Regions from separate parts of the Mus musculus genome. Here all the other regions are linked to region 3. A link is a contact called in public Hi-C data. All regions are on one chromosome and are shown on one strand. The core of a region is the stretch at or near the end of the contact, and the rest is flanking DNA. Distances in the headings are between cores, read along the strand shown. Region 1 has its middle 46 kb from the start of Gm36830. Region 2 has its middle 29 kb from the start of Gm36830. Region 3 has its middle 8.6 kb from the start of Gm30483.

Region 1 (4,328 bases), core at 387-2,886, 290 kb after region 3:
AGAGAAATCTGTCGTCTTTTGAGTTTGTACGCTCATTTTATTACCATGAGCAATATATTATTTCTCTGGCTTGTTTCAAGTTTTAAGTCTGTTTAATTTTCAGATGCTTAATTATAATGCGACTTGGCATAGATTTGTGTGTGTGTTTCTTTTTCTTCTTTTCCCCCCTCTTGTTTTGGGTTTGTTTAGCTTTGAAGTTTATACTTGTCGATTTGGAAAGTTTTCAGCCATATTTTTTTTTCTCATTCTTCTATAGTACTGCCTTATTCCTCCTCTTTCTGAGACGGATTCCAAAGATATAACCTTTGTGATGGTCCTGCAGTCCACCAACTGGATGGCGCCTTGAACTCTGGTCTTCTTTCCCCATCTTTCAACATTTGCTTTCTAAGTTATTACCTGGCTTTTCCATGTGTTAATGCTTAGACTTAATGCTTACAAGAAGTGGAAGGAATCGGTAAAGCATGCCTCCTCATCTCACACAGAACCAGGAGCAGAAACACCGCAGGTTCTGGGACTATTTCTTCCACCAGGGAGAAGAGAGATAAAAGAATCGTCTTCTAATCCATCACGTTTACTGCCCTCTAAAGTTGACAAAATTCTTTCACTGTAAACTGGTCACTGTTTTCTTTAACATTTATTAGTATTTTTTTCTTTCTAATTCTTATCATATCACCCAGGCAGAACCAAATACTACCTTCAAAACTTCCTAAAAATCATCTTTCCAAAGCCCTAAGTAGATCAGTGTATATCTGATCTTGCTCCATACCACAGAGGTGCATTTTTTCCAGTTGGTCATTTCTTAACCAAAGTGGCTCATTTTCTTTCTCCTTGAATCATTTCCTAAACATCTTTTTTTCCTGCCTTTGTCAAGCAAGTTTCCTGGATGTTTGTTCAACCCCTGTAGGTCCCTCTGTCCCAAATGCATTGCTGCCCAATTTCAGAAGCAGATTTCTGTGTCTGTTTGCTGTCACGGCATCACGATTCCCAATGGGAAGACTTGATATCCAGAACCACATGGTTTCTCATGCGTCTAGGGCTCAGGTGGGTGATTTTGCTCAGACGAGGTGAGACTAAGCATGAGACTTGCCTGTATAGCGTAGCTGCTGCAGAAAGGACTTAACCAACTTGACTCTGCTGCGTACGTTCTCTTATCTTCTACCAAAAGCGCCTGGGATCTTTCTCAAGAGATCCTAAAAGCTGGGCTGCAGAGATGACTCGGCGGCTAATAAAAGCACTGCCTTCTCCTCTTCTGAATCAAGGCTCAATTCCCAGTACCCACATGATGGCTGATCACCTAGTTGAACTCAAGTTCTAGGAAATCTGACATCCTCTTTGGCCTCTGCAGACACCCGGCATGCATGTGGTATTCAGACATACATGCAGGCAAAACACCCATGCACATAAAATGACAAGAAGGGAAAGAAGAGAAAGAATAAAAGTACTAGGAGGAAGATGAAGACGAGGATGAGGAAAAGGAGGAGGAAGAAATTTAAAATTCCTGAAAGCATCTTGAGAAGCCTAGCCCTGGAACTCATGTGCCCTCTCATTTATTACGTTATTTGAACCTTGACACAACAGTGTATTCATATTCAAGGGGAAGGAAAACAGACTCTGTCTCTTACTGGAAGAGGAGCAGAGCTGCATTCCAGCAGTGCAGACACAAGGAAGAAAGAACTGAGTCACTTTTCTAACTGGTTCTTACTACAATAACCGTTTCACACAGCAACTAAAGGAAGAAAGGAAGTTGAAAGAGGGAAGAGGAAAAAACTACAAGAGATAAAGGATGGCCAGAGGCTTTCCCACATAGCTGGATCCTAGAAGGACCCAGAAGCTCGATATGGAGATCAGAATCTAGAATAAAAAAAAATCTATGGACTCTAAGGATGACGTGGGCATTGGAGGCATCCCTTTGAAGAGCACAGGAAGCCTGCACACACCAGTGTCTGCTGAGACTTCTGATTTAGGATTTCTGCTAGCTTAGTAAATCCCGGCTTTAAAGCTCAGAAGTGTTGCTAGTATTGATAGTTCAGCCGGCTCTCTCATAGTTGCTCAGAGAGCATTTGAGGAAGGGATATCCTAACTAGGGAGTCAGAATAAGAGAAACCCAACAAGAAAGTGGCACAGGAGGAATGGAAACCCATGGTTATGTCCCTCAATCTTGCAGTATTTTGATGAAATGGGAGAATTTCATTCTTCAGGACCACAGAGGATTGGGATGTGTCTGGAGTGCTCCTGTAATGTGTTTTGAAAATATATCGTACTGTCTTCTGCTGGGAATCTCTCTCAGGAGACGTCACAGCAATCAAGGAGCCCAACAGGTTTCTTATTTTAATAGATAGAGGAGATATAAATGGGATGCCACTACAGCCAGGTGTGGGGTGTGCCTGTAGCCTCGGCGCTTGGGAGGAGTAAGGAGGGGGATTCCAAGATTCGAGAAGACCAGCCTCAGTTACATAGGAAGGTCCAGGTTAGCCCAGGCTACCTCACTAGATGTTTCAGCAAAACAACAAGAACAACAACACAAAAAGAGAGAATGCCATTGGCTTTTGGCAGCAATGAGAGAGCCCCTTCAGTAGATAGGGCTGTATCCATAGAAACGATGTAATCATGGATATTGTGGTATCATCTGGCCCCAGCCAGTCCTTAAATATCAAATATCTTCCATGCCAGACCAGTTTAGACCTCTGTATGTCTCTGAGTCAACCTAATACATTCCAGCTAGAGGTTAGACCCCATTCACCAAGGGCTACCTAGAGTCTACTCTGAAGCTGAGTATAAGACCTGCAATACCTGCATCTCAAAGAGTACCTCAAATTTTGTCCTACTGGGCTCGGTTTGAAACTTGCATGGATACACTACAGCTCTAGATATACTACAGTGTTTGCAAGTCCTTTTGGTAATATTCAAGGGTAGAAAAACACCCAGAAATGGTGGCAGGTGTGTTTGTGTTGGGGCTTTTGGTGTCAGAAAGCACTCGGGGGTAGGGGAGCTGGTATGGGGAGAATGATCAGAGGTTAGAACACTTGCTGATTTTGCAGAGGACCTGTGCTCAGCGTCCAACACCCACATGGTAGCTCACAACCATCTGAAACTTCAGTTCAGGGACATCTGACATCTTCTTCTGGCCTACATGGGTGCATCAAGCATGTGGTGTGCAGCAATAATGCAGGCAAAACTCTCTTGAACATTAATCAGTATCTCAGGAGCTCCCTGGGACTAAACCACCAATCAAAGAAAACACATGGTGGGACTCATGGCTCTAGCTGCATATGTAGCAGAGGACGGCCTAGTCGGTCATCAATGGGAGGAGAGGTCCTTGGTTCTGTGAAGGTTCTATGCCCCAGTATAGGGGAATGCCAGGGTCAGGAAGCAGGAGTGGGTGAGTTGGGAAACAGTGGGGGGATAGAGGATTTTCAGAGGGGAGACTAGGAAAGGGGATAATACATGAAATATAAATAAAGAAAATAAATAATAAAAAAGAATAAAGTAAGCACAGCTTTAAAAACAATAGTTGAAGCCGGGCAGTGGTGGTGCATGTCTTTAATCCCAGCATTTGGGAGGCAGAGGCAGGCAGATTTCTGAGTTCGAAGCCAGCCTGGTCTTCAGAGTGAGTTCCAGGATAGCCAGGGCTACACAGAGAAACCCTGTCTCAAAACAACAACAAAAAGACAGTTGAAGTTGGTGTGGGGAGGTCACCACGGGCACTGGACTCAGCACCATGGGCCTCTCAAGTGGGCACCACATCACGGTCTTTGGACTTCTTTAATTTTCTTTCTTTCCTTCTTTCTTTCTTTTTTAAAAGAAAAGAAAAGAAAAATGGGAGCTTAGGGTCATTGCTTCTGTGCTTCTTTCTGGAGAGCTGGCACCTCCAGTGTGAATGAAGCTAATGATGAGAGACAGCATTTTAATGCTAATTAGATAGTCCATGTGTCTTCCTTCAACAGAGAGCCATTGCTCTTTTATGTACCAGATGAAAGCGGAGCCCTTGCTTGGAGGAAAACAGGGTACACAGTCAGAAAAGAAAGTAGTTTCCATTTCATAATTATTCTGATGATTGTTGCTTTTTGTAGAGATGAAGGCTCTTGAGAGGGCAGGGTACTTGAGGCTAACAGAACGGCATGGCGGGATGTCTCTGAAGAGCCACTAAGACCCTCTCTTCTCTTTTTTAGTAAACACTGTTAGAAACCGTAATCTCAATTAGCAAACAGACTCTCAAAGATGTGCTCAGTGGCCTCATTAGATAACCAAGAGGTGGCAGCGATGGGTCTGCCTAGGAAAAAAGGGACAAAAAGCAAAGGGGGACGCTGCCCTTTTCCCACGGTGTCCCC
Region 2 (4,359 bases), core at 293-2,792, 270 kb after region 3:
GAGGGGCAACAGGAAATAGAGAATTGAGAGAAGGTGGGTAGACAAGGAGATGGATGGATGGGTAGACCACAAAAACTGTCCAAGAGAATACCAAGATGCTTTTGCTCTGACTCTGCAGGCACACCCAACTACATACAGCTCACTCTGCTGGTTGGAATGACTGTGGGGAAAAGGATGGTCATACCAAGGATGGGAAGCTGAGTTCTAATCCTGACACTACCCATAAAAAGTAGGATATGGAGGATACATCTGTAATCCCGGCACCTCTACAGCCAGATGCAGTTTGGGAGAGGAAACTGCCTTTCCTTCGGCAATAAGGGAAGCTCTCTGTCTGAAATGGAAGGGAAATATGTAGTTGAGATTTGGATTCCAGGCCAGTAAGACGGGCAGCTGAGAAGGATCTCAGCATGGCCTTGAGTTGGGAATTAGATAATTTAAGCCAAACAGCTTGAGTTAGTGATAGCATAGAGGACTCCAGCAACAGACTTAGGAAAAAATATCTCAGGTGGTAAGAACAAAATATATATAATGCTGAGTGCTCCAGGTGGGGATCCAGGGCCCTGGGGGTGCAGGGTGTGGATGGGCAGAGCCTGGGGTACAGGCTGTGAAAGGACAGGCTCTGCTACAGCCACAAGCTTCCTTTGCTGGACCTGGGACTTGAGGTCAGCCCTAAGGGCAGGAGGATCGTGAATGTGGTAGAAGTCACTCTCAGCAGAGAAGGTAGGTATATAGTTGGGCCTTGAGCACGGAGCTAGAAAGGGCCCTAAGGTCCAATGTGTCTGTACACATTTATTTGAGGAGAGCAGTCATGGAAGTAAGGCTGGGGAAGGTTTCTTTGTGGGGCAGTCCCTTATCCTGTGGGCAGCAACTGAGATCAAGTTCAAACTCCTTCCTCTGGGATTTCACAAATAAGGAGCATGAGGGCTTCAGAGATTGCCAGAAGGAAGGCCGAGGGGCTCTTAAAAGGATAAAGTGTGGAAGAGCAGTGTTGGGTGGCGTGAAAGTAGCAATTCAGCTTTCAGATGACCCACTTCTGCATCCACAGAGGACCCCACCCCCATGGCTGGGAACCCTGTGTGGGGAACTCCTTAGAGCAAGGGAGAATTCAGAAGAGCTCAGATGCCAGGGCGTGGGATGGGGCTGAAGGAGCACAGATAGCCAAGGACAGGCTGTGGGGGTCCACCAGAAGCCCCAAATTTGCAGAGAGGAGCAACATTCAATGATGAATGGCTGTTTGCTCATTTGTTCTCCCCACACCTACTCCCTCTAACAGTGCAATTTTGTTCTTAACCATAAACAAGAAAAACCTAAGTCTTGCCTTCCCAGAGCAGCCACAGAATTCCCCACTGGACAGTGGGATATGGCTAGAATAGGCCTTCTTCTCCAGACCACGGCAGCCCTGTGGGCTCCCTGCCAAATGGCCCTAATCCCACTCTTCCAGATTTCTGCTGACCTCCTCCTCCTCGGATCCAACCTCCCAAGTGCAGACCACACACCCTGGCTTGGAGTCAGGGCCAAGGGTCTGCAGTTTGCAACTGGAGTGGACAGAGTTCGGGCATACAGCCTGGTGTCCCTATGTGTGAGGGGAAGGGAGGATCCTTACAATGGTTAGCAGAGGGGGAAGGAGAGTGCGCAGGGTGCTGTGAGGGATGGGCCTGGCACATTCTCCATGTGTGGCCAAAGCACAGTGGTCCTTGGGGAATTTTAAACTCAAGTCTGACTTTCTGGCTTGTCCTGAATCTGTTGTCTACACGGGAGGATATTGCTCATTTTATGTGGTGGCTTCTAGCTTGACCGTTGCATTAGAAATACCTGGGTCCATATGCCGGACCTGCTGCAGTAACCCTGAAACAATAGCATCTCCCTTACAATGTGCAGTTGGTGGAATAGGGAATGCAGATCCACTGTCCTCTTCCTACAGAAGAAATGAGGACCCCTGAACCCACACCTGCAAGCATAGTCTTTTCTTTCTAATGTCAACAGTCAGGTTGTGTGGCCTGAAGACAAGCAATTGTATTCTTTCCTCTTAAACTTCAGAGCAGACAGAAGGATGTTGGCTGGGATGGTTGGAAGTGAAGCTCATGCTAGCGGGACTGGACTGTTTAGCTTTGTTCTCCATACACCCTGATCCATAGTTCTCTAAGCAACTTGGTAGCTCTTCTGTCCGTAATTTTGCTAGCATGTCTCTGCTTCTTACCATCAAGAAACCTGGGTCTGTTTGGTATTGCCATCAAGAAATATGTCCAATTCTGATGCTCAGGAGTCCCAGCTGCAGAGGCTTTGGAAGCTGCTCAGTTTTCTTCAAATGAAAAAGTTCATGTGCATCAATGGGTGTTTTCTCAGCTACTCATACCTAAACCCTAAGAACCAGGGCACAGGAGAATGAAGGACATGTGAAGCATTGGGCCCAGGAGAAGCAGGTGATCCTGGACCTCTAAACTTAACTCGTGAGGATGAGGCTCTGGATTCAGTCCTTGTGCCAAAGGCAACTCCATATTCTACAGTGTTCAGTGGGCCCAGGGCGACCCTAAGAAGTTTTGCTTTCAACTCAGAGGAATTGCCTCAGTTTGGTTGTGTTGTTATGAGCCAATACCTGACGCAAATACCTCCCAGGAGGGGATATTTGTTTTAACTCATGGTATCAGAGGGTTCTTTCCATGGCTGTCTCACTCCCAGGCATGCTGCAGAACATCACGCCAGAATTGTAGAGAGGAGAACAAATTAATCGCCTCAAGTTACATGGAAAGCAGAGAGAGGAAGGGGATGGAGAGGAAGGGAGGGAGGGAGGGAGAAAGACAGACAGAAGCAGGGGAGAGAGGTGTGTTTTCATGAGAATGTTCCTCATAGGCTCAGACATTTGAACACTTGGTTCTCAGTTGGTGTTTGGGGAAAGTTTAGGAGGTGAGACCTTGCTAAAGGAAGTATGTCACTGGAAGTAGGCTTTGAAGGGTTATGATCTTGTTCCACTTCCTCTTTACTGTCTCTGTCTTATGTGATTAAGGATGTGAGCTTCCTGCCCTGGCTTCCACTTGCTGCCATGTTGCTTTGTCCTGATGGACTCTTCATTCTCTCAAACCAAAAGGTAGAACTAAAGTCTTCTTCCCTTGAGTTCCTGTGACTATGATGTTTTTTCACAACAACAGACTAACACACACACACACACACACACACACACACACACACACACACACACACACACCCCTTTAAAGAGAGTTGGGGCAGGTGGGGCTCAAAGGAAGGAGTCAGAGATACATCTTCAAAGATGACCTCCCTCAGTGGCCTATTTCTTTGAACTTTGCCTTACCTTGAGAATTTTCCACAATTTTCTGAAGTAGTGCCACCATCTCAGGACCAGGGATCCCACATGTGAGCCTGTGGGGACCTCGAGAAATGAAACCCTAACCATGCTTCAAGCTCAGATTGGCTGTCGCATCCGCCCTTGACCAGCAAGACCGACATGACCACCAGTTCTTCTAATAGCAGTTTATTCAGCAAGCTTCAGTCTTCATCTCTCTCCCTCTTCATCTCTCTCCCCATAACCCCGGGCCTCTCACTCTTATATACTCTCAGCCCCCATTCACTCAGGGCAGGCCACGTCACCTCACCAGGCACGTGACTTCAGCCAATCAGGGCGGCAGGGGCACGTCTCCACCAAATATGGACTTATTTACACCACCAGCTCTGCATCTGGCAGGCGCCATCTTTAAGGTGTGGCTCGGGCAGCCTAAGGGGGAGGCTACAGCCTCCTACAATTGGTGGCACTGGACTGTCCTGAAACTCTCTGAGTATTTGAAGGTGGCAGTGAATTAACATCTACTCTCAAAGAGCTCAGAGGTCATTCAGTGCTTTCTGGCCTTCTTAAAGGCTGCCCCACTTTTTTGCTTCCTAGAAAAAGTCTTTGAGTGTTATAGAGATGACTCAGGTTGAGAGCACTTGTTGCTCTGGAAGAGGACTAGAGTTCAGCTTCAAGTGCCCATGTTGTGTGGCTTATAACTGTCTCTAACTCCAATTCCAGAAGATCTGACATCTACACACACACACACACACACACACACACACACATAAAATTTAAGTAATAAACCTTAGAAAAAAGACTTTATGTCAGCCAACACCCCATAGTCTACTATTTATAAAACACATCTTTAAAATTCTGATAAAAAAAAAAGACATCCTATTTCTCAGAACCCGAAGAACTTCTACCCTTAGCTACTTCCCTTGCCTACTGCAACCACAGTGTGGCCCAAGGTTGGCTCAGTTTAATTCTACTTGGCAGGGCTAGATTTGTGTCTAAAATATCTTCCAAGCTGAGGGTAGACTAAACCTCCAGAGGAAAGACACGGGACTGGATTTCGGAGTTGT
Region 3 (4,323 bases), core at 484-2,983:
TTCTTAGAGTCAGAACAAGGACGGGTATCAGACAGTTTCTGGAGAGAAGGCTGAAGGTGGGCAAGAGGGCAATTTGAACAGACTAACCGTGTCTCCAACAAAACCTTGACTATTTTTCCTGAGCAGAGCCATCTGACTGGCTCTCTGGGCAGGCAGAGTTGGTTGGGATCTTTCTGTATCAAAAGGGGACCTGATCAGGAGACCTGCTCCCCCCGCCCCCCCCCCCGCCCCCGCCCCAAGCTCACAACCACACGCAGGAGACAGACTGCATCTGGGCCCCTTGTCCCAAGCAGCTGCAGCTGGGGGGAGCCACGCCTGCTGGGGTCCCAGGCCAAATGTAACCGGGAAGATGCAGATAATAAAAATCTACTTGTCACGGAGACATTCCTCAACTGTTAGCAATCAATTTGGGGGGCGAGCACAAGGGGGTGGGAAATACCGAAGGACATCAAAGAGGGTCTCACTCGCAGCTCTGCTCTGTCTCAAGGCTCTGTAATTTGGGAAGGTTCTGTGCTAAGTAATTTGTGAGCCTCCAAACACACAGGTTATTGTTTGTGGACAGATGGCACGTTGCGTTTTATCGCTTTTCCTTCTGTGGGTCCTCATACGCAGGACTAATGTGCATTCGGAAGTCTTTGTCTCCTGGCTAAAAATCTCTAATCTAAAACAGGCAATCAAGTACAGAGGCAGAGGTTTGGAGGCATAATCAGAGTTTTAAAAGCAAAGAAGAGGAGGAGGGGGGGGGGAGGCGGGAACCAAACTGCAGTCAGCACACAGATGTGTGTGTGTAGAAGCCGAGAGATGATCGGTGTGTTAAAAGTGGACAAAATTACCAGGGTTCTGAAACGCAGAAGCTGGGAGAGAGTACCCCGTCTTAGCCTTGGCCGGCACCTGGGCACCGTCTGGCATCACCGGAGTGTGGCCTCGGCTGACTTGCCCTCCAGAATCCGGGGGTCTTTGTTTCTATGTGCAGTGTGGTCATAGCCGTGGTGGGGCCTGGGAGGGCCCCTTTCTAGAAGCTTCAGCCACCCTCCCAGTTAAATCAATGTTGGTACCCAGGAAGGAACTGCGCCAGAGGAAGAAGTGCACTCCTCTTTTCTTCCTATGGAATTTTTCCCCCTTTTTTTATTCTGAAGATAGAATCACTGTTTGTAAGCATCTGAAAGTCATTAGAAGCTCCGCAGTCTGTCAGGTGTCGACGCAAGAAACTGCTGGAATCAAACGGGTGCCTGCACCCAGGGCTGGGGATTTGTCATGTGCTGATGAGGAGTTATAATAATATATGAGCAAATCACAAGCATTCTGCAAATTAATCAAATTCTTTTCCCCCCTTCTCCCTTGTCTCGGGGAGAGTGGCTTTGCAGGCAGACGTAGGTGAAGCAGCTCCCGCTCACAGATGGTCTCTCTGGCATCAGATGGAATTTATGTAACAGTAATTCTGAGTTCCTGCCAAAGTAGCAGTGAGCACACCAGGGAAGATTGTAGAAGGCGAGTCATGTGGCTCTGCTGAGGTTGTTGTGGGAAGTTTAAGGGGGGAAATCTCGAATTTTCTTTTACTGTTTTTGCCTGAAGGGCCAGAAACGGAACGCCATTCTGCCATGGGCGAAATCCGTCACATCTCTCCTTGCCGCCTGCACTGAAACGAGCGCTTCGCAGCTGTTACAACTGCTGGCGGGTGACAGAGCCCCAGACCCGATCCTCGCCCTCCCAGCTCCTTACAAGATTGAAAGGGGAATGGGTTCACAAGGTGGGCGCAGCTACACGCTAAAAGAGGCCGGCCTCTCTCGCCTACGCGCGCGCGCGCCCCTCCCCTTCGGCTTCCCCTGGCATTGAAAAAGACCTACCAGGGCTTTTTCTTTTCAAGTGTTTTATTAAATGAAGAGTCTAACAACCCTCACTTTAATTACACACGGGCTTCGTTTATAATTCCCCTGGATTTATTCAAGTAGTTGAAAACGACGGTGCTGGTGATTAAACCGATCCTGTTAGTTTAGCAGGGTGTTGGTGTGTGATGTGTGTGTCACAGGGTGCTTGTGTGTACCTGCGTGTGGGTGCTTGTTCTGCGGCCTCCCTGTGCTAATGACGCCCTTATCCTGCCTTTACAACTGCCCCTTTGGGAAATGTCATCTTGTATGGGACAAAAGGACATAGGAGCTGACTCTCTGGATCCCCTGCGTTGAGGGACCCTTTCACGCTATAGGGAGATTTTTTTTTTCCTTATGCAGAGGGAAAAATCATAGCAAGATGGCGTGGAGGAGGCTGCATTATGCAATGGAAGTCCTAGTGCTGTGGCTTTGGGTCCCTCCCGTCCCTCCCACCCCCACCCTGCCATCCTAATGTAAAGCCCTGCCCATTTGTTTTGGTTTACGTGACTACAGAGAAATAAGTGGATTAGAGAGAAACTTTTGCATGCTTCATTGCAGCTGGATGCCGACATCTGTCATTCCTCAGCCATCTTCTGGATCATGCCAGCAAGGGAGAGCAAAGTCTGACACCTTTGATTTTTAGAAAGAGCCTTTTATTAGGGGGAAGAAAAGAGAAGAAAGGAATTGTGTTTCTTTTGTGACTCCATGAGAGAGGGGTGGGGTGGGGAGATAGCTACCTTTCTGAGGGCACCATTCATTCATTCATTCATTCATTCATTCATTCATTCATTCATTCATTCACTCACTCACTCACTCATTCATAGGCGTGCCACAGTAGCAGCCAGCAGTCTGAAAGTTTATGTTTCTGTCTTTTTTCTACACCATTTTCCATTGTTCCAGAACTAGTTGCAGGGAAGGGAGCACGCTAGGAAAATGCAGATTTCAAAATATCATGTCCATACATCTCCCGTGGATGAAGGCCCCGGGGGTGAGTAACCAGCAGGCATGGATTCCTTTAAGGAATGGGGTGTCTATAATTCTCTATCACACATTCTCTGACCTCAGGACCTAGAATGGCACTGCAGCTGGCAGAAGGTGACCCCAGTTTTTAGAGAGGTGCCATCTACAGGGTTCCCCCAACACACACCCTACAGAAATCGTGCTAGTTTTGATGAGTGCTGTGTGTAAGTTGTGGATTATCACAGGTAATCTTGGAGAACAACTTCTGGTAGACTGCCTCCTTATTCACTGTATTAGAGCTGTCCCTCCCTCTGACCACTGTGTCTTTTGAATGGGATGCAGTGCACACCCTTGGCACAAGCCTCGTTACCATATTGGTCCCCCCTCCGGCACTTAAACTCTACCGCAAACCAGAAACTAGAAGGAAGAGCTGATGTGTTCATTTTCAGAGACACAATGGAAAACAGGAAGCCAGGGAACAGGCCACGACCACCCACTTGCTTGTTTCCCTGGGTGTGTACAGGAATGAGGTCCATCTGGTGCTGAGAAGGATGTAAAACCCTCACCCCTCCCTCCCACCCACTCACTGCAAGGTAAGGCTGGGCTTGTACACAGGACCTTGTGAAGCTGAGCTAAAACCATGATGCTGGCAGCGCCTGCATGGGCACACATAGTGCATTCCAGGGGTGGCTTGGGGGCGGGGTGGGGGCGCTATCTGCTGCCTCCTGGAAGATCTTGCCAGACCTTCTGACTTCTCTAGGGGAACTGGAAAACCATATTTTAGTATGAAATCTTTTGTTTGTTTGTTTTTTTGGCTGTGTGTGTGTGTGTGTGTGTGTGTGTGGTGTCACCCATTAAGAGAGGCAGCCTTGAAGAAGAGGGGAAGAAGGAAGCTGTCCAGGATCATGGGGAGGAGCAGAGAGGAGAGGAGAGCAAGGAAGAGTTTGTGAGCTCCCTGAGGCCAGAAACTGGGAAGAGAAGGTCCAAGATCTGCCTTGTTAGGGCCTCTTTCTCACTCCCACCAGGATGTTCCCAGCTCCTTAAAGTGAAGAATAAGGATTAGGCAGAGGGGACTGCTCACCCCAGGGAAGCCTCCAGCTTCCTTCTTTATCCAGCCACTTCTATGCTTAGAGCTGCTAAGGTTCCCAAGTTCCTGGGGAAGGGAGGGACCCATAATTTTGGAAGCTTTGCCAGGTAGGACATGCTCCAGTGCCTGTTTCATGCCTTTGACAAGAAAGAGGAGATGGTGGGTTGTAAGGGGGAGATGGTGTGGTGTTGTGACAGCTTCACTGGGGGCTCCGGGCACAAGAGGGGACACCATTCTAAAGTCAATGGCAGCAGTATACATCGCAGGAAGGGATGGTAAGTTAGACAGCCAGGCAAAGGAGACAAGACAAACAAGGACCTATGAATGGCCATGGTGAAGGGGTACACACAAGTGCAGATGGGGCTTCATGCTGGCAGGTGGGTATGGCTGAGAGCTCTCCCCGTTACTCTG

Evidence for each region. A called contact is a pair of places that touch in the nucleus more often than the background predicts.
Region 1: a contact with region 3 is called in a Hi-C map of uterus, with 4 times the contacts expected there. The contact joins two enhancer-like sites. A contact is called at or near these places in 1 of 484 Hi-C or Micro-C datasets (uterus) and 2 of 115 datasets of contacts at active chromatin or transcription factors (embryonic basal ganglia and neural tube).
Region 2: a Hi-C map of uterus shows a contact between it and region 3, with 2.8 times the contacts expected there. The contact joins two enhancer-like sites. A contact is called at or near these places in 5 of 484 Hi-C or Micro-C datasets (nephron progenitors and uterus) and 2 of 115 datasets of contacts at active chromatin or transcription factors (fibro-adipogenic progenitors and neural tube).

Annotation. Positions count from the first base shown.
Region 1 is chr7:37,044,284-37,048,611 of GRCm38.p6, reverse strand. No RefSeq gene overlaps it. Among named protein-coding and RNA genes, the nearest start is that of Gm36830, 46 kb to the left of the region's middle. Within about 2 kb of position 1,636, at least 2 of the 459 cell types and tissues checked have an H3K27ac peak or open chromatin away from gene starts, as enhancers often do. A contact at or near this core is called in uterus, where this site is marked.
Region 2 is chr7:37,061,979-37,066,337 of GRCm38.p6, reverse strand. No RefSeq gene overlaps it. Among named protein-coding and RNA genes, the nearest start is that of Gm36830, 29 kb to the left of the region's middle. Within about 2 kb of position 1,542, at least 6 of the 459 cell types and tissues checked have an H3K27ac peak or open chromatin away from gene starts, as enhancers often do. A contact at or near this core is called in uterus, where this site is marked.
Region 3 is chr7:37,334,446-37,338,768 of GRCm38.p6, reverse strand. It overlaps a transcript of Zfp536 not described here. Among named protein-coding and RNA genes, the nearest start is that of Gm30483, 8.6 kb to the right of the region's middle. Within about 2 kb of position 1,733, at least 96 of the 459 cell types and tissues checked have an H3K27ac peak or open chromatin away from gene starts, as enhancers often do. A contact at or near this core is called in uterus, where this site is marked.